Linked DNA regions of Mus musculus: regions 2, 3 and 4 are each linked to region 1. The links are chromatin contacts, called in public Hi-C maps. All regions are on one chromosome and are shown on one strand. The core of a region is the stretch at or near the end of the contact, and the rest is flanking DNA. Distances in the headings are between cores, read along the strand shown.

What was found. Hi-C and Micro-C count contacts between places; a contact is called where the count stands out from the background.
Region 2: a contact with region 1 is called in a Hi-C map of bone marrow-derived macrophages, with 2.3 times the contacts expected there. The contact joins the enhancer-like site here to the promoter of 4930440I19Rik in region 1. A contact is called at or near these places in 5 of 484 Hi-C or Micro-C datasets (bone marrow-derived macrophages, cortical neurons, embryonic stem cells and 1 more).
Region 3: a contact with region 1 is called in a Hi-C map of bone marrow-derived macrophages, with 10 read pairs. The contact joins the enhancer-like site here to the promoter of 4930440I19Rik in region 1. A contact is called at or near these places in 2 of 484 Hi-C or Micro-C datasets (the P5424 cell line and bone marrow-derived macrophages) and 4 of 115 datasets of contacts at active chromatin or transcription factors (bone marrow-derived macrophages, craniofacial prominence, embryonic basal ganglia and 1 more).
Region 4: a contact with region 1 is called in a Hi-C map of bone marrow-derived macrophages, with 12 read pairs. The contact joins the enhancer-like site here to the promoter of 4930440I19Rik in region 1. A contact is called at or near these places in 19 of 39 promoter capture datasets (the 3T3-L1 cell line, 3T3-L1-derived adipocytes, the C10 cell line and 13 more), 2 of 15 datasets of contacts at CTCF or cohesin (pro-B cells and stem cell-derived epiblast-like cells), 35 of 484 Hi-C or Micro-C datasets (the AML12 cell line, the Ba/F3 cell line, the G1E-ER4 cell line and 22 more) and 26 of 115 datasets of contacts at active chromatin or transcription factors (the 230-238 cell line, DN3 thymocytes, the NIH/3T3 cell line and 18 more).

What each region holds. Positions count from the first base shown.
Region 1 is chr2:78,048,284-78,053,074 of GRCm38.p6, reverse strand. It overlaps 4930440I19Rik (RIKEN cDNA 4930440I19 gene), which reads right to left and starts at 1,898. Exons shown (of 7, transcript NR_108098.1): 1 at 1,737-1,898. It overlaps Gm52519 (a long non-coding RNA gene), which reads left to right and starts at 1,091. Exons shown (of 3, transcript XR_003953861.1): 1 at 1,091-1,395; 2 at 1,695-1,994.
Region 2 is chr2:78,577,105-78,582,104 of GRCm38.p6, reverse strand. No RefSeq gene overlaps it. Among named protein-coding and RNA genes, the nearest start is that of Gm39865, 170 kb to the left of the region's middle. Within about 2 kb of position 1,849, at least 27 of the 459 cell types and tissues checked have an H3K27ac peak or open chromatin away from gene starts, as enhancers often do. A contact at or near this core is called in bone marrow-derived macrophages, where this site is marked.
Region 3 is chr2:78,839,628-78,844,597 of GRCm38.p6, reverse strand. No RefSeq gene overlaps it. Among named protein-coding and RNA genes, the nearest start is that of Ube2e3, 27 kb to the left of the region's middle. Within about 2 kb of position 2,622, at least 34 of the 459 cell types and tissues checked have an H3K27ac peak or open chromatin away from gene starts, as enhancers often do. A contact at or near this core is called in bone marrow-derived macrophages, where this site is marked.
Region 4 is chr2:78,884,560-78,889,456 of GRCm38.p6, reverse strand. The region is part of intron 3 of Ube2e3 (ubiquitin-conjugating enzyme E2E 3); the gene reads right to left. It overlaps Gm51431 (a long non-coding RNA gene), which reads right to left. Exons shown (of 2, transcript XR_003953862.1): 1 at 1,671-4,897; 2 at 1-1,639. Among named protein-coding and RNA genes, the nearest start is that of Gm51431, 13 kb to the right of the region's middle. Within about 2 kb of position 2,841, at least 1 of the 459 cell types and tissues checked has an H3K27ac peak or open chromatin away from gene starts, as enhancers often do. A contact at or near this core is called in bone marrow-derived macrophages, where this site is marked.

The DNA.
Region 1 (4,791 bases), core at 649-3,148:
TTCCCTGCATTCAGTTATGAGTTTCTGTTTTAACTACTGCCCACCAGACAAAGAAAATTCTCTGATGATGTTCCAGAGCTATCCTAATCTATGAATATGGAGATACAAATTTAGAGACAAGTTTGCCACTATAGGACAAGGATTGTTGACTCTTGTTGTTCTCTGATGTCGTACAGGTTCGTTTTGTGGCAACTTGACACAAGCTAGAGTCATCAGAGAGGAGGGAGCCTCAATTGAGAAATGCCTTCATAGTATCTGGCTGTAGACAAGTCTACGGAGCATTTTCTGATTTAGTGATTTCTGGGGAAGGGACAAGCCCACTATGGGTGGTGCCATCCCTGGGCTGGTGATCCTGGGCTGGTTCTATGAGAAAGCAGGCTGTGTATATAAAAGAGTAAAAGTACAGAGTTTCTCGTGTAGTCCTGGTTGTCCTGAAACTCTGTCTGGGGGTTTGGGGGGAGAGAAAGGAAGGGAGGGAGGGAGGAAGGGAGGAAGGGAGGAAGGAAAAGAAGAAAGAACAGAAAAATAAGGAAAAAGAAAAGAAAAAAGCAAGAAGAAAAGTTTATTGCTTATAATCACAAAATGACTTTAGTAGTAAGATGTATTCTAATTTGACAGATTTTTGAAGAAATGTCTATCAGAATTCACTACTCACTTTTTAATATTTAGAAGTTATAATTGTAGGAACAAAATATTCCCTTTTTGCCAAGGAAAAGAAACAACAGTGGTATGATACCTTTTTTGAATAAGCCACTGCTGTGCGTGGATATTCTTGTAACTACGCAGATTATCAACTATTCTGAGTGGAAAAGAAGTGGGGAATGTACAGGGATATATAATTCTGGCTAGTATGAGCAATGTAGTTAGTCATGACCCAGAAGGGGAAATCCGCCCTAGAAGGAGGAGAAAGAACATTTTAGACAATAAGCTTTTGAAGGACATACTAAGCTTTGGAAACTGTTACCTTGGAATAATGAAAGTCCTCTTAAACTCATAGGGTCATTGATTTTTCTCAAATTAATTTTATTAGAAATCTGAATTCTCACAAAGTCTGATGAAAATATTTACCAACATCATCCTTTATCTTCAGGGTTTCGTGCTGTGCTCTAATGGTAACCAGAAAATGGGATTCTGAGAACCGTTTTGACAAATAGCAGCTACATCACAAAGCATGAGTAAGCCACATTTCAAATGGAGGAGGGTTTAATGGCCTAATAACCAAGACGTGAGAGAAAGCAGCTAACAGGAAGACAGAAGTCACTCTTACGGTCGCAAGAACACAAACCAACATCTTCCAAAGCGAGAACTGTAAACGCTGAGAAGTCACGAAGTCATTCCATTCTATGAGGAACGGTGTCATGCACCCTTTGATTTAGTAACGAAGCTATGAAAAAGGTAGAACTGCTAACCGCATGTATCTGCAGTAGCTCCTTTTCTGTAATGGAGGATCCATTTTGAAAAGAGAGTGTTGGTAGATGTGAGATTTAAAAAACATTATTCATCCCTTTGTCACAGCAGGATGACTAAGCCTGCTGCCACCAAGAGTTGTCTCAGTATTCCCTGATGAAGGCTCTTTAATAGGATGAACTGAACACCACTACTTAGCTATTTTCACAAACCAACAAGAGAGCATAGGAGAGCCTCTGAGAAGCAAGGTTTTGCTTTGTATTGATTGAATATGTTTATGTTTGCAGACAGAAACGTACTGCTGCAGTGCCATAGGTGGAGAGACTCACCAATTAAGTGGCGAATTGACTCCAATACGGATCGGACGCCTCCGTTTCCCAGTCACGGGTGCTTGACAACACTCAGGATCTGTGCGTGCTCTTTTGAACCTAAACTAAATCCAAACAGAAATCCCAAAAGCTTGCACCTTCCTTAATACAGCTGGTTTGAGTGACATGAGGTCGCTCAACTTTGTCATAAACCCCCGCTGCCTTGGCCACGCCCACAGAAAAGAAGCCTCTGGAATCTAGGAAGTCGCGTGAGACAACGTGAGACACCATAGCCACTCCGTAGCTTTTGCTGTTCTCTATGACGTACCATTTAAAGGGGGGGGGGGGGGAGTCGGCAAGAATTTTGTAGGATAGGAGCATAAACTCAACAAATGAACCAAGTTAAACTGTCCATGGTTGGGCCCTAGCCAACTGTAATGTCAAACTGAAGGAGAAAGGCCCTTTGGCTCCCAATCCTTACTACACATTTCTTTCCTCCATCCTCTTTCTTTGGGCTTTCCAGCGCAAGCCTCTCAGTTTCCTTGGCTAATCTGCACTTATAGGGAAACTTGGTATGCTTTATGATGCAAGGGTTTAACAAGTTGCTTCTTACAGTAATATTTACATTTCAAGAAGTGATACTTGGACGAGCCTTGAGAGAGGACCAGAAGCTGGAGTTCCTGCGGGGTTGAACCCCGTCCGTGGGTGTCGAGAATTCAGCCTAGCATCATGTGTCCTTTCACACAACGGTTCAGCATATTTCATGTTTTATATGTTACAACTATGTTTCCTTCCAGGCTGCCTTTTTCTGTGGGAACATATATGGTTTTCTAGAACAAATATTTTTTAAAATTCGCATTCTAGGTTTCAAAACCTGGTTTAGTACAAAAAAAAAAAAAAAAAAAAAAAAATCTTTCCTTACAGAAAAATTTCAAACTCTGCTGAAAGACTTCAGGGTTGTCCAGGCAAACGTTTTCACTCTGCCTGATCAATATGAACAACTCCCCTCGCATCAGCACTAAGCTAAATGTTTTGCTGTCGTAGTAGCCTTTAAACTAGGGCATATAGCTGAAGGACCCCTGAGAGCATACAGCCAAAGGTATGGTCTTTGTACTTTAGAACAGAATAGTGTGGTTTCAGTCAGAATATCCCTCCAGGAAGTAGAAATATCTTCAATTTTGGGTTTGTGTTCTTAGCTTCAAGGGGAAAAAAAGGGGAAATAAAAGAAAAAGGGAGGAAGGAAGAAGTAGTTGGGGGAAGGGTGTGGGCACTTTCCATCATATGACAAACCCTGCCCATTGTTAATAACAGAACTGACCATGACAACATATTCTATCAAATTTATACTACGATATGAGACAGCAACCAGTTTCTCATTGAGGCCACATTGTCAGTGCATTTAACTCCAATGCATGTGGGTAAAATGGTCTCCAGAGCTTCCTGCCACTGGAATCACCTGGGAAGATTTAATCTCACCGATGCCCAGGGACTGCCTCTGTAGCCTCTGGGCATCAGAAGATGTCAACATTACTCCATGTGATTCCTGTGTGTGGGTACATTGCTCATCAAAGGACAGAAGACAGACATATTCCAGATACCTGTTTGAACTGGTTGACTGAGCCAGCTTCATTGGGTATTTAACCAATGTTCGCCTTTGTAGCTTCCCTACATCCCACATTCTGTGAAACGGAGGCAGAAGTGGCTCACAGTCTTACAGAGCAGCCTTCTGACCCATTAATCAGTAGGTTGTTCCCCTCTCTTTTTCCCTCTGTGGGCTCTGACTCATGCTGCAGTAGAGAAAAAGACAAACAGCCTAGTCAATAAATGACTACTGCTGTTGGATTGCCTTTCTTTGACTACAGTGAACAAGCCAGAAAGTGCCTTTCAGTAATACAGGAGCCGCTTAGGAACCAGGCTGCCACCTGGCGGCTTTCCTGAGCATTTCACTCTTCCTTCCAAAAGAAACGGGAATGACTAATCACAGCCTCCTCCTCATTTACACACTAGACACGGGCTCAAGGAGTCCTCTGCAATGGAGGCTGTGCTTCGAGGTGACACTCAGAATAAAACGGCAGAGGCAGCCCTTTCAAGAGGACAAGGAGGGCACACTGGCGTTCAAATACCCCACCCACCTGTTCACCTTTGAGGCTGTTCTTTGAGGGCTTTCAAGAGCGATGTCAGGTCAAACAGGAGGATAGGGATGGTTTGTGAAGAGCCCGAAGACCTTGTTTATGGTTTCTGAACATCAGGTCTACCTCGAAGCCTGGTGAAACTGCAGGTTGCAGTGGTCCAGCCCCAGAATTTCCAATTCAGGGGGCTTGGGAAGAATGTGAGGTTCTAAGGAATCTCAAATGATGCTGCTAGTCCAGAAATTGCACTTTGAAAGCCGCTGGATAAATCACCACTGATGAGTTAGCTGGCAATGGTCAGCAATCGGCTGAGGGCGTCAGCTTCCTTCGTCAGCACACAGGACTAGGAAGAAAAGGCATGCACGGGGCCTCTCACTCAGTTCAAAGATATTGTCTCTGTGGGGTCTCCCCTACATGTCCATGGAGAAGCGTAAGGGTATCAAAAATGTCAGGTAGAAATTGGCTAGGATCAGAAGTGGATAAAATGTCTCTTGGCTGTTTTGCCTAGAGTCCTCTGGGCTCTCTTGGGAAACATTGGGTAATCTTTTCCCTAAATACTACATCATCCCAATCCATTAGTTCAGCAGGAAGCAGACCTGCTTGACAAGCCAAAATAACATGCTGAGATGGATTTCAAAATGAAGATTTTATGGAGATATATACTATGACCGAAGAAAAACTAAGTCGTTTCCATTCTAATAGCGCCATCTAGTGGGAATTCGAGGATATTTGTTTTGCTCTATCTCAGTCAAAAATGGAAGTGGTTTACATATTTTGTGGCAACAAAGGGGTCCCTATCATTTGCTACTTTGGGTGTAAGACAGGAGAGCAGTAAGCAAAGCCAGAAGATTATGACTGTGTGAAAGAAGTTCTTTCAGCCACCCACATTTTCTACGAAATAAAGCCAAATCATCAGCTGAGGAACGTGGACAGACGTATGTTCACAA
Region 2 (5,000 bases), core at 600-3,099, 530 kb before region 1:
GAGCAAAAGATAATACAAAAAGCCTAGTGAGATACTTAACAAAAGAATATGATTCTTCATTGGACAGATGAAAGTCATTGCTTGTCACAAACATCACCTGTATGTGCATCCACTAAATTATCCATCCACTAGGGTGTTTCCATTTTATAGAAAATTTATCAGCAGTCTACAGAAAGCAAGACTAGTCCAGCCTCACATTTAAATCTATTGGCATCCAGGTGCTGTGAAGTGTAGCTTTAAGTCCATTGCAAGAAGAGCATTGTAGTGTTTTTAAAACGTTTTCAGGAAGAAGATACATTTAGGATATGAAAAGGCTTTTCTTTGAGCAGCATGAATACCTGAGGGAAGCTCTCTTTCTTAAACTGAAACAGTTTACCCAATCCCTTTTGACATAAGATGATTGCTTCTATTTTACAGAAAGTACACACACATATGATCTGCATATATAAAACAGCCTATGATCTCTAATATGTGTTCAGACACAAAATAAGTTAACTCATTTTAACTGGTTTGTAGGATGATGTTTTAGTCCACACAGTTTTAGAAGCAACCCCCAGTGCTGCAGGCTGCATCTGTAGCAACTGTGGATTGAATGGTCCTTTGAAAGCACTTCCATAAATATTTCTGGGAAGGAATAATCTGCTCCCATTACATTTACAAATGCTATCTTAATAGCAGAGCAAACAAATAGTTCAGACATCACATCAAGGCACACGGGAACAGTAAGGGGCACTCTGGTGAGTATACCTCATTACCAAGAATTGCATCACTGATTTTCTCTGAGGGAGACATATTTCTTGACAACCTGTCAACAGGAGACATGTGAGTGTTCAGTGAACAAAGACTAACATTAACATTATGTATGTTAAAAAATTGAATCTCCCAGCCTCTGACAAAATAAAAATATCTTCTTATGGCAAATAAAATACTGAAAAAAAATAGTTAAGAGAGGAGCACGGTGAAAATTAAAAAAACAAAATTACTGTGTCTGACTAAAATTGTTATTATTTGTAGGAAATGTGGAAGTCATTTTAAAAAAACACTGTAAATTTATTTTTGATAAGTAAGTGGATGAAGTTTGTATTATCCTCTTAATAATTTCATTTATCAGCTGTTTGTTTCTGCAAAATTATCCCAGAATTTATGTTTTCTATTAATTACTATTTTTGTTTGTGAAATGAGAGATAATAAAAATATCTCCTAGATGATGGTAATTTGAATTATACATTTGCATGAATGGTTAACAATAGTGATCCTGGATATATATATATATATTTATCTTCACTACTTGCTTAAAATTAGCTATAGAGTGATTGAGAATTACACACACACACACATATTTAATATATAATTTCCTTCCAATCTTTGAAAGGAAGACTCTTAAACAAATGGGAAAATAACCAATTATTTTCATGCAGCTCCAAAAGAATGTGGCAAAAATGGCAGATAACAGATTCTCTTCATAAATTCATTTATTCACTTTACATTCTGATCACAGCCCCCCCTCCTCCACTCCTCCATTACAAGTCCCACCCTTACAAGTCCCTCTCTCGTTACCCCCAGATAACAGATTGTTATGACCAGGCATCTCATGCTATGTAATTCCCAGAACAAGGCAATCACAGCCCCACATCCCACCGCCTGCAACCTTGAGCTTTTCGTCTCTCCATCACTATCTGCCAGTGAGAATGCCACTCAGGACTCTTTTATCTGTCTCGCTGGGATGCAAATACTTCTGCTCTGCAGAAAGAAATAACGTTTTTGTTATAAAAACCAAATATGGGCTTCAACGCTCACAGGAAACAGCCAATCGTGGGTGACTGATAACACGTGCGAGTCATGGTTTGCTCAGCTCTCAGCTCTACTTCCTGCCTGTGAAGTTCCTGATATGTGTCATCTTTTAGAAAAACACAGTGCAAGTTAAAGAGGTTCCTTATTCTGGGACAGCATGACTACTAACTTCACTACTTGCTAAGAAAAAAAAAAAAAAAAAAAGCTATGCTTAAAAAAGCTGGCCATAGAATGTTTGAGAAAGTTGTTTTAAATAAAAGTATTATGTTTTTAAAATAGAAATTGATGCATAGAAACACTCTATAAGTTTTCCAATTACCTTACTCAGCAGGATGAGGAAGCAAAGGTTAGATTCTCACTCTATCCAGCCTCTTCCAGAGACTGGGAAAATGGCTCAGCTCTGTGAACTGTCTTGATCTAGCCATGGAGATAGTGGTCTCTCCTTGCTTTTTGTGCCTTCTTCCTTTCTCTCTCCCTACCTTCTTCCTTCTCTTCTTCATTTTTTGTCTTTTTTGTTTGTTTTAGAAGAAAGAATTTCAGTATATACTGATCAGCGCTTAGCTTTACATGACATTCTCCTGACTCTGTTGCCCAATTTAAGAAATTACAGTTGCAAGACTTGTTTTTAACATGCCTTGTCATTCATGTTCTCAATCTGTGCAAATATATGAAACCTATTAGATAGTCCTAGAGTGCAAAAGCACCCCCTGTATTGTAAAAGTATCATTTTGAGAACGTGCTCTGGTGTAAATTAAAGTTATATAGAATTTTCGTAGAAATTGCTAGTAAGTGAGAGAATTACGATTAATATCACCCATTAGGCTTAACAGAGGACAATAACAAGAATTTTAAAAGTCTCAAACCAAGTAACAGAAACAAGAGGAACAGAACAGCAATGAGGTGCCACCTCCTCAAGACTCTAATGGCTGAGACTCCCACCAGCAACTGCCGATTGTCTTGATTATTGGACTTCCATTCAACATTTACTAGGTAGCATCATTAATGAATGGTGTTTGGGGAGAAAAGAAAAGAAAAAAAGACCCAAAGAACACCTCCCCCAGGAGACCCAAATGTCATAGACCTAGTTACTGCTCTGCAATGCTAACACAGTTATCTTTGTAAGTACAGTGAATAGGTCTTTACTGTATGGACAATGTCCTAGGAGATAAGGAATAATAAGATTCCAGGCAGACATACTTCTCTTTCTTCCCCTAAGGAGCATTCAGACTACCTAATCAAGAGCTTGTGCCTCAGAGCCAGAGTGAGGTTTGTGCAGCAGAACCGAGTCCGGCCAACAGTGATTTAGAGTACTCCTGTGACCAATTTATATTCTCACTCAGTTGAGAGAAAGCCCACCCTAAGGACTTTAAATGACCCCACTGGAAAATCATTTTCTCTGCAGTCTATTTCTCTCCCTTAAAGTTAGTGAGAAACAAGCTGCTGAAATCTGTTATAATTCCATCTGCATGCCCCCTCCACAGATCAGGTGTGTGGACTCACTCCTATTACTGCCCAGGGGCTCGGGGAGACCATTAGTGGCTTATTGTTGGGCAGTCATACTGTAACAAGGAATACTTTCCTTGCTTATTAGTTCCAGATTTGAAACATCAAGTAAGATACCTATGGGCATTGTGTCTAATGATTAGAAACATAGAAACATTAATCCTTTTCATAACACATACATATACAACACACACACAAAGGTTAACAATGGGGAGATTATCTGTTGCATATCAACACCATATGCTGTGTCATTTCCCAAGGATGAGTGACTACTGACAAAAATGTAGAAACTCTATGATACCTGTAATGGTCAATGATTTATGAGTAATGTGTTTTCAAGAATGATGGCCATAGACAAGCCTGACACTGAGCACAGGGACCCCAATGGAGGAGTTAGGGAAAGGACTGATGGAGCTGAAGGGGCCTTATCTGGCATCAATGGAAGGGGAGGCCCTTGGTCTTATGAAGGCTTGATGCCCCAATGTAGAGGAATGCTAGGGCCATGAGGCAGGAGTGGGTAGGTGGGTGGGGGAGCACCCTCATGGAAGTAGGACGGGTGGAATAGGGGCTTTGCAGAGAGGAAACTGGGAAAGGGGATAACATTTGAAATGTAAATAAATAAAATTAAAAGAAAATGAAAAAGAATTTGTCAAAATCAATACACCCAACAGAGTCTATATTATATAGTTATACTGTCCAGACTTTTAACTGCTAAAACATGAGCTGAATAAATTTTATTTATCCATAGGAAAAAAAAAGAGAATTAAATCCAACCATTTGAACTCTACAATTTAAAGTTTGGTTTTGATTTAAATTTATCATATTTAATAAGAAGAAAAGGAACAATGGATTAAAATGATAAGAATTCTGATCATTACTTTTAGTTGTAAAATGTGTCAATGTTCCTAAATAGGGAAATAATAACAGAGGCACAGTAACTGAGCTGAGCTCAGGGGAGATGCTAAAAAAATTATTTTTTTATATTTTCTAAGTTTATTCTATATAAATAATGCTTCATTCTGTGATACAATTCCATTTGAAATAATAAATAAAAGTTAATAATGAAAAAAAAGAAAAGGGAGAGAGATGTATGGATGAAAAACAGAAAGGAGGAAAATTTCATAGACACCATGATTACTCTCTGGACATTTCTCAGAGCAGAAATCTTCAGTCATTACAAGAGAACCAAAACTTTTCCTACAAGCCTCTCCCCTGGTAACATAAAGTTTGTAATTAGGATGTAATAGTTATTTGACTTTTTTCCTTTAAAGGGCTTTAAGATGATAAGTTTTAGCAGACCTATGATATAGCTGAATTCTATAGGGAGAGTATCTGACACTTAGCGATGGAGGCAGCGTAGGGTGATTTGGTCATTTAGTTCTTCCGTAGTCAAGCAAGAAGACACAGTTCACATGAGTGAGTACAACTTAGTAATGGCATACAAGTAAATCAGAAGCAATCATCATTCTGCTAACCTTCATAATACATTACTCCTGCACCACCCAAACATGGACACTGCTGATCTCTTGGGAGCTTCATAATGCTTTGCAAACAGTCTTTGAGCTTACCTCTACAAAGCCACCATTCTGCCATGCAAATGATTCTAAAATTTTCTCTTAAGTAAATGTAACACAATACAGTATGATCAGTGACTATATACAGAGAAAATGGCAGGGTGAGCCAAAATACATTTAACAATGACTTGT
Region 3 (4,970 bases), core at 1,373-3,872, 790 kb before region 1:
GTGGTTATGGGTATACAGAAGCGCGGCTTGCCACGTGATGTAACACAGCCTATGTGTAGCCCAATCACTGGAAAGCAGGAGAGTTAAGAGTTTGTTGTCCTCTAGCTTTCTTGCTCTCGCTCTGTCCTCTCCCTTCTGCTCCCCCTCCCCATCTATCTCCAGTGCTCAAGGCCGGCCTCTACTCTTTCCCTCTCCCTCTCTCCCTCTCCCTCTCCTTCTCCTCCCTCTCCTTCTCCTCCCTCTCCTTCTCCTCCCTCTCCCTCTCCCTCTCCCTCTCCCTCTCCCTCTCCCTCCTCCCTCCCCCTCTCTCTCCTTCTCCCTCTCTCCTTCCCTCTCCCTCTCTCCCTCTCCCCCTTTTCCCCTCCCTCTCCCTCTTCCCCTCTGCCTTTCTCTGTCTCTACTGCCTTCTCACTCAACTCCCCTCCCCATTCCCTGAATAAACTCTATTCTCTACTATATATAAAAAAAGAGTTTGTTGTCAACCTGCTTTATATGAAAATTTGTCTTAAAATAATGAAACAAAATAAACAAATGTGGCATTGTAGTCTCTGGAGAATGTCCTTACAAAGAAAAGGGGTACTTTTAAAAAAGCACTTTCTATGACCTGTGGAACATAGCCTCATGCTTTTATAAACTGTGACCCTCTTATTCCATGAGATATTTAGAGTCGTGGGGTGGGAGGAAGTCAGACCACTTGGTAAGAAAGTGAATTAGAAGCCCGAGTGCCTGACAAACTTTGTGCCATACTAGGCCTGTGTCATCTTCCCAGTCTTTTATGAAGACAGTCATATGTATCTGTTCTGTGCAGTCATGTAAATGACTTTCTGTCACTTTATCTGAACCCAATCCTAAGTAGTGCATGAACTTAAGACCCCCACGATCTTAACTGACTATCAAATGACAACAAATGGGTCATATACATTGGACTTCATAACAGTTTGTGTGTGGGGAAAATTAGTGGATGAGCCAAGTTGTTCTATGACCCAGTGTAGGGACAGTCTGAATTCTGAGACTGTAGCTCTATGGCAGCGGGGGTGGGGGGGGTGGGGGGGGCTCATATTCACTTTGGAAGTAGAGGCTTAGTCCAGCAAGGAACATTATGCTACACCTTAATGTTATTAAATTTAAATTTGACTGGCTTCTACATTTTTAAAAATATTTCATACTAGTGGCAGCCAGATGTATTTTGTTCTCCTCTTAAAATGCTCTATGCATTAACACATGTTTCACAAACAGTGACCTGGGACGCTCATTAAAATCTCCAATTCCTGCCGGGCGTGGTGACGCACTCCTTTAATCCCAGCACTCGGGAGGCAGAGGCAGGCAGATTTTTGAGTTCGAGGCCAGCCTGGTTTACAGAGTGAGTCTCATGACAGCCAGGGCTACACAGAGAAACCCTGTCTCAAAAAACAAAAAAACAAAAACCAAACCAAAACAAAACAAAATCTCCAATCACAGTATGTGACTTAGTAGGTCTCTAGTGGGATGAGGGAATCTATCATTTTCTGCTTCAGATGATTCGAACGTAACTCATCTGCTGGGAACAAATGGGAATCCTTCATGGGCTCAACTGTCCTGTGAAGATCTGTCTCTTGTCTTTCCCAGATTCGTATCTTACAGCCAAACCCCAGTCATTCCCTTACAACTTAATAAATGACCTCAAGTGCCCGTGAAGTTTCGAACTCCTTTTCTTTTCTGTGCTTTGACATATATTTACCTTCTATGTGAAGTACTTCCATCAAGCTTTCTTATATTTGGCTAAATCCTACTTATCCTTTTAAAGGTTTTAAGGAGAACTTTCTCTCATCCTCCCGAGCCTCCCTATGATACTAATAGGACCAGGGTCAACGGCTATTTCTGTCACTTATTGCTGTCTATCAAAATGGTTATTCGCTTGTCTGACCTGTTAGACTTAAGTTTGGGAGGGCAAGATTAACTCCAGTTGACTGGATACCCGATTCCCTACTGTAATGCCTGGCCATAATACAGAATCAGCAGATGCTTTCTGGATGGATTAATGAGAAATCGAATGAACTGCATAAGATATTCCAAACACATGAAATTCTTGGCACTTTATGATATGTGTATCTAGGCCTGATGTCATGGCTAGTTCACCTACTAAGTACTTTTTAATGATATACTTAGTTTCCATTATTAGGAATTTCACCAAGATTTGAAAAAATAAATTTATACATGTCACAGAAACATAATGGGTGTGGTAGTTTACTAAAATTGATTATGGAAATCTCCACCAAACCCAAACAAACAAACAAACAAACAAAAAACAACCACCATCACCACCACAAGCCAATTGTATAATGGCTTTATCCTTAGAAGATCAAATTCAATCCAGTTAGCAATCTCATTCCTAGCTCCCAAAGTAAAATTAGACTAAATTTAGTACGGAAAGAAAAGCAGTGAACATAATGTTATAAAACTTGTTTATCACGTTGTAACAAATTAGCTCAAAACTTGGTGGTTAAAGCTAAAAATACTTATCACCTCACACAGTTTCTGTGGCGTAGGAATCTGGAAGTGACGTGGCTGGATCTCTAGCTGGAAGCCACACAGAAAGGTCTGTCTAGATGCCAAGCAGAGCTGCAGTCTCATTTGGGGAAGTCTCAGAAGATCTGCCTCCATCAACACTCACATGACTTTTTACAAAGGACCTCCTCACAGAGAGGTTGCTGGTGTTCCCAAAGCAACTCAAGCAAGGAAGAACAAGAGACTGACCAAGAGTGCCCAAGACAGAACAATTGGCTTTTTTTGTATGATGCTATTGGAGCAAAGCAATATCACTTTTGTTCTAAGATATTTCTTAAAAATGATACGTTAAGACCAGTGTACAATCAAGGGGAAGTGACTGGTAGTTAAGGTGTGGACAGAAAGGGTAGGGCTAGTCAGAGAACTTCTTACATCTTTCAAAAATATTTTCCGTTTGTCAGATATAGCCACAGAACAAAGTACCAGATTAAGGCTCGGCTCTGAATGTGGCAGTATTTCAATACTGTTGGAAGCAAAGTAAATAAGCTATTGTCTTCATCTTCTTCTATCAAACTTCACAGTAGGGCTTGACTTGTTATTGGAAAGGAACATATCTATTATTTGATGCATGGTTTTTAAATAATTTTCTTTTATTTTGAGATAGTGGAAACATGATATTACAGCCTACTAGAAGATGAGTAAATCACACTGGCCATTACTTTGAAGGGATTGATGGTCATTCTTGAGAGTGGAGGCTCTTCTATACCTCAATCCATTTTCCTAATGATGCTTGCTTGCTGTTTCTTCTTTTTCTTCCTCTTCTTTTCCTTCTTCTTCTTTTCTTCCTCCTTCTTTTTTCTACTTTTCCTCCTCCTCCTCTTTCTCCTCCCTCCTCTTCTTCTACTCATCTTCCTTTTCTTCCTCCTCTTCCTTTTTTAACTGAGGTGCTAAGACCTCACTCAGTATAAACGGCCTTGGCACTGAGCTATATCTCTAGACCCCTTTTTACTTATTTGTTAGTTTAGTATAGTTTTTTGTTGTTGTTGTGGGATTTTTTTTGTTGTTTTTTTTTTTTTCTGTTTGTTTGTTTGTTTCAAGACAGGGTTTTTCTGTATAGCCCTGGCTGTCCTGGAACTCACTTTGTAGACCAGGCTGGCCATTAACTTAGAAATCCACCTTCCTCTGCCTCCCAAGTGCTGGGATTAAAGGCATTCACTACCACTGCCTGGCTAGATTTTTTTAAAAGATAAGATCTCTTGCAATCCAGACTGGCCTTGAAATCATGATTGTCTTGCATCAGTCTAAGGCCTATGCCATGAGGCCTAGCCAAGAGGACTTACAAAGCAAAGACATTTTGCATGTTGGACCCTTCCACACTGAGTTATTCCCTCTCTGCACTCCATGTTATAACACATAATCAGAAGCTCAATTAGTAGAAACCGGAGTACTAATGGTTGGACTCCAACCATAGCAAGTATGGTGAAATTTTTCCTTATAAAATATTCAACTTCAAGTATTTCATGAGTTACAAAACTTTCTCAGATACTTGAATTGTTTATATTTTAATTTGAGAAGTATTTGAAATGTATATATATCTCAGACCTAGGTTTTCAAATTCTATGAAATAAGCCTTTAGCACCATTGGATAGAGATGCTACGTGGTTATGACAGTTAGAGATGATAATTGAAGGTAAGTGGTCTGTTTCAGGCTTCCTTCTAAGCTTCTCCATTTCTTAGCCATGTGATAAAATCCATGTTCATCTGACCTTCTCTATATGTGTGTGTATACAAATTTCTTATTTTAAGGACATGGTCATCTGTATTAGCAGTCTGTCCTCTGCCAGTGTAGCTATAACAACTGTTTCCAAAAATGGTCACATTCTGAGATCAGTATATATTATGAACAATATAAATTGGGGGGGGGCATGTAATTCAGTCCATTCCAAAGCCCAAAGAGTCTCCTTGACTTCATAGGATTCTGGGAAATACCATGAGATCAGTTTTCGATTTCGTTGCTATTTCTTTTAGTCAGGAAGCCCATGTGCATCCACAGATCTTTCAGAAAAATAAAATCCTGTTGGATCAGGTAAGAGTTTTGGGAAAGCCTGCCCTAGAGCTTCAAAAGCCAATTTCAGATTAGCTAAGGGTCTAAATCCAATACTTGCCTATAAGAGGTGCTTGGTCAGACCACTCTGTCTTGCTGGCTCAGGAGAAAACCATTATCCTTCTCTGCCTTGCCTCCAAACTGGCTTTGCCTCAGTGTCTGAAGCGCTCCAGTTTTTTCCACCTTCAGTTTATTTAAACACATTGCTCTTTATGCCTAGGTTTCCGTGCCCCAACTCCATCTGCTGTTATAAGCTAATACCACAGATGCTGAGCTCCAGGTAAACATACTTTACAAAATCTTTGCTTGAGCTTTCCAGATTAGATCTAGCTCTCAGGGTATTTTCTATCACAGATCTTAGTCCTGAAACTGTGAACATCGT
Region 4 (4,897 bases), core at 1,592-4,091, 840 kb before region 1:
CTATGCCTTCATATATACCTGGGCGCACACAGGCTGGCTTGCTCACACACAAACACACACACACACACACACACACACACACACATGCTCTGTCTCGAGCTCCCTTGCTTGCCCTCCCTCCCTCCCTCCCTCCCTCTCCTTTCATGTGTGTCTGTGTCTGAAATAATACACTGTTGATCTGAATTTAATTTTAATTAGAATCTCATTTATCTTGCCACCTTGGACTCAGAAGTAGCCTTCATGAAATTTAAGAAAGACAAAATCAGGCCAAATCCCTAAGAAGAGACTGTATCCTAGATGTAAAAGTGTAGCCATGTTAATATAAGTCAACTTTATGCCATTGAATTGAATAAGAGAGTCTTAGAAAAACTTTTCATACAAGAATGTTTAATTCTAGCTTTTATTGTCTCTGTGACTGCTGTAGCAGCCTCCAACAACAGTCCTAAGCCACCCACTGGTGTTTAGGTCAGGACTCTTGGTTTATTTGTAATCATATACTCGCGTGTGTGTGTGTGTGTGTGTGTGTGTGTGTGTGTGTGTGTAAAATCTTAACCTCATCCTGGTCTACAGCTATTTATGACTTCCACCTGAAGTTAACTAATTCTAGGAGTAAATCTGTTTTGGTGTTGTCATTTGAAAAATAAAACCAATTAACTCAAACTGTTATAAGCATTTTTATTACTTCATTAACTAAAACAAATAACTTCAAATTCACAAAAACATATTAAGATATTGAGACCTGATACCCAAATTATTAAAAGTATAAAAGTAGATCTTTGCATTAAATGGAATAAAGATGTATAATTCCATAGCCATAAAGAATTCATCCACAGTTCTGACAATAGCTATAAGTCAGAGATTCATACCTAAATGTCTTTATGGTATGAGAAACACAATATAAATTAATTAAGACAATATAAGAGGGAAAGCTGAGATGAAATGCATGTTTGTGACTCTCAAAGTCACAGATGCTGATTCTGCTATGCTATTTCTTTCATTAAACTTACACAAGCCATTGCAAATGCATGTCCCTTTCTAACAGCCACCTTGACCTCAGGGACAAGCAACAGCTGCAGCACAAACCACATTCATATGTCAGCTTCGCTGCTCTCATCCCACAGCAAACGAATGCCTGATAGGTTGAATATATTAACAAAACACATAAAGGTTATACACTACATAAACCAACTTAAGAGAAACGACATAATCATTCTCAATGTTGAAACAGCACTGAACAAAGTTTAAGAACACACTGTTTCATAACACAAGTACTGGTGACACTAGGAACTGATAAGACATAAATCACAATGATAAAGACTATATACAGCAAACCGACAGCCAACATCACACTAAACAAGCAAACTGAGAAGACTGCTTCTTTGTCCTCTCTTATTCAGTATACTGTGCTCTACATCTGAGCTGGAAAGACAAAAGGTTTTAAAAATAGGAAAGTCAAACTATTCTCACATGCAGATGTGATCTTATCCTTAAAAGACTGCAGAATCTATTAAAGAAAGACTTTATAGGATCTACTAAAAAAATTTTTTTTAAAGTAGTTAAAAGATACAAACATTAAAGATAGCAATGACCCCTCAGAATAAAAAGTGTTTCATGCACATTAACTCAAAAAGAAAAGAACCTGAAAATATACCTAGCCAAAGCAAGAGAACCTGAAAATATACCTAGCCAAAGCAAGAGAACCTGAAAATATACCTAGCCAAAGCAAGAGCCCTCTACAATGAAAACCTCAAGACACTGAAAAAGAAAAATCAAAGATGACACTAGATGACAAAAAACGTTTCATTCTCCTGAACTAGCAGAATTAATATTGTGAAATTAGCTTTACTACAAAATGTAATCTATAGACTGAGTGATACAACCTAAATTCTGAAGTCATACTTGATGGGTCTAGAAAACTCAATTCAAGAATGTATATGGAACCACAAGGTAAACAAAACAACACAGCCACCATCATCCACAGCGATCCTGAGGAGTAGGAATCCAGCTGGAAGTAACATGATATTTGACCTCAAATTATACTACAATAAGCTATGGTAATAAAGATATCCTGGTATTGGCATAAAATCAAACAGATTGTTGGGAGCAAAATAAGAGGGTTTGGCAATAAACAGACAAAGCTATGGTCACTTAATCTTTGACTAAAGTAACAAAAACTACATTGCAAAAAAACCCAGCCTATTCAATAACTGTTTCCGACAAAACTGGATATCCAGGTTCAGGGGAATAAAAGAGATCCATATCTTTCACCTTATACAAAAATGAAGGAGAATTATATCTCAGACCTGAATTAAAACCCTGAAACTACCAGCGAAAAACACAGGGATTTTTGGAGTCAAGCAAGAACTTTCCAAGCAGAAGTACAAGGGCACAGGAATGAGCAAAGAGACATCGAACAGGACTCCATAAAATTAAACTTCTAAACAGGAAGGCAAAGAGTTACCAGGTTGGATGCACCCTAGCAGGCCAGAGTGGAGAAAATCTTTTATCAGCTATATTTCAAACAGAGATTACCCAAAATTTAAAAGTAACTCCAAAATTAAAATCACCAAGAAAACAAAACAGAAAATCAACAATAAACAATTCTTTAAAAAAAAAAGTAACTAGTGTTAAAAATATTCAGCATTTGAGTCATCAGTCAAACATATTTTAAAACTACTTTTGAGACAACACCTCACCCCAAAAAGAATGCCCATCATCAAGAAATCTGACAACAAATGTTGGGAGCATGTAAGGGAAAAGCAACCCTTAGCTCACTACTTATGGGAGTATAATTAGCATAGTCACTATGGCAATCAGCTGGAAGGTTCCTTAAAACTCAGAAATGAAACCATTGTACAAAACAGCCATTCCGCTCTTAGACAAGTGCCTGCAAGGCTCCATCCCTATCACCAAGGCATCTGCACACCATGCTGTCCCTGCCCTAGTTACAACAGTAAAGAATGGACCAGCCTGAATGTCCATTAGCAAATAACAAGATAATGAAAACGTGGTACAGACTCAAAATAAAATATAACTCATCTGGAAAAGAAAAGGAAATCATAAAATTTTCAGGAAAAAGAACAGTGTTGGAAAGTATACTTAAGAGAATGGATCCAAGCTAAGAATGAAAATACATGTGCATCTATCTTCTCTCTTATACATGTAGCCCTAGTCTATAATGCATACATGCATATATGAAATATGAAAGCAGGCATAAGTGTGAATATAATCTAAAAGTTGGAAAAAAGACCAAGGGAAGATACTGAGGAAAGATGGCCATAGGCAAGAGCATCCTCTTGAAAGAGGATGTACAACTTTTGTTTTATTTTTCATTCCAAAAGTTCTTTTTTTGTATATGCAAAATACATACTTTCTCAAGTAGCAAAAAAACCTTTTTTTTTTTTTGTTTAAATTTCAAATGAATCCAGCATGTTATCCCTTTGAGGTGGTGATGATGAATGCTTGGCTGCTTTTTTACCTTCTCTGACTATTAAGAAAAAAGGAATTAAACATAACCTATCATGGAACACATCTGTCACACTGACCCTCTTAGAAAAAAATGACTGAAAAAAACTGTTTTGGTGGAATAGGTACTGTCATCTGAAATCTTTTTCTTCTGTTCAAAACGTATCAAGTCATTCTGTTATAGCATTACTTAATACATAAACTGCATTGCTCTGTGTAAAGTATGCTTTTGAAAAATTAAAACAGATGCTGAAGAGATGGCTCAGCAGTTAAGTGAACCTGCTTCTCTTCCAGAAGACCTGGGTTCAATTCCCAGAACCTACATGGCAGCTCACAACCATCTGTAATTCCAGTACCAGGGGATCTGATGCCCTCTTCTGTCCTCCAAAGACACTAGGCACACACATGGTACACAGACATATACGTAGGTGTTTCACCTACACACATAAACTAAAATAATAACATGACTTCTCTAGGGAGGAGCTGGACTGGAGAAAGAGCACATGGCAGGTGACCCATGGATGTACTCAGTGTAAAGAAAGAGAAGACAGGCCACAGCACAGAGCCAGATGAATACAAAAACATTTCCTAAAATAAAAATATTTAAAGACTGCTAATGAGTAATTGGCTGCACCAAGCCCTATACACACTGTGCTTTTCCATGTACACATTACGGTGATACAATTTAGCTAACAAAGGTAATCAACAAATAAATAATCATCAACAACAATAAATCAATTTATTATTTAATAAATAATATTAAATAGATCAACACTAATTATGCAATGAGAAAACATTTGTGAAAAAAAGCCTAGGGTGGAAAGTCACATTATGTGAAAAGGTAGCTCAATCTGAAGGAGAAAGCTGGAAGTATTATCAGTTGTTTTATGAAAATAAAAAGGGGTGTTTAAACTGGGGTTAACTGAGAAGTCGTCAGTACAGTTTGAAAGTAATGAGATACTGATGGCCAAACAGACCCTGAGCTTTTTAATCCTGTGAGCCAATTTGTTTTGGGTTCCTGTATCTCCAACACTGACTTGATATAGACATGCTATTTTTAAAAGCAACTCACACAAAAACATATTGCCAATTTTGTCTCATCAACTGCTAGAATGTTTCTACTCACAGACACTAACTTTGATTTTATTTAAAATCATTTGAAAGGGCTAGTGAAAAGGCTTACCAGGTAAAGTTCAATCCCCAGAACCCACGCGAAGGTGGAAGCAAACAACTGATTCCACAAATATGCTGGAGCTGGGGCCCATGTACCCCCACCACCCACACACACACTCACATCCACATACAGTCACATCATGAGTGCACAAACTTTAAAATATCTACTACACTGTAAAACATACTCCTGGTATTGTGTTAAACTAATGAATCACCCTCCATGCCCCACTCCCAACCTCACATAAACATGCCATGCACA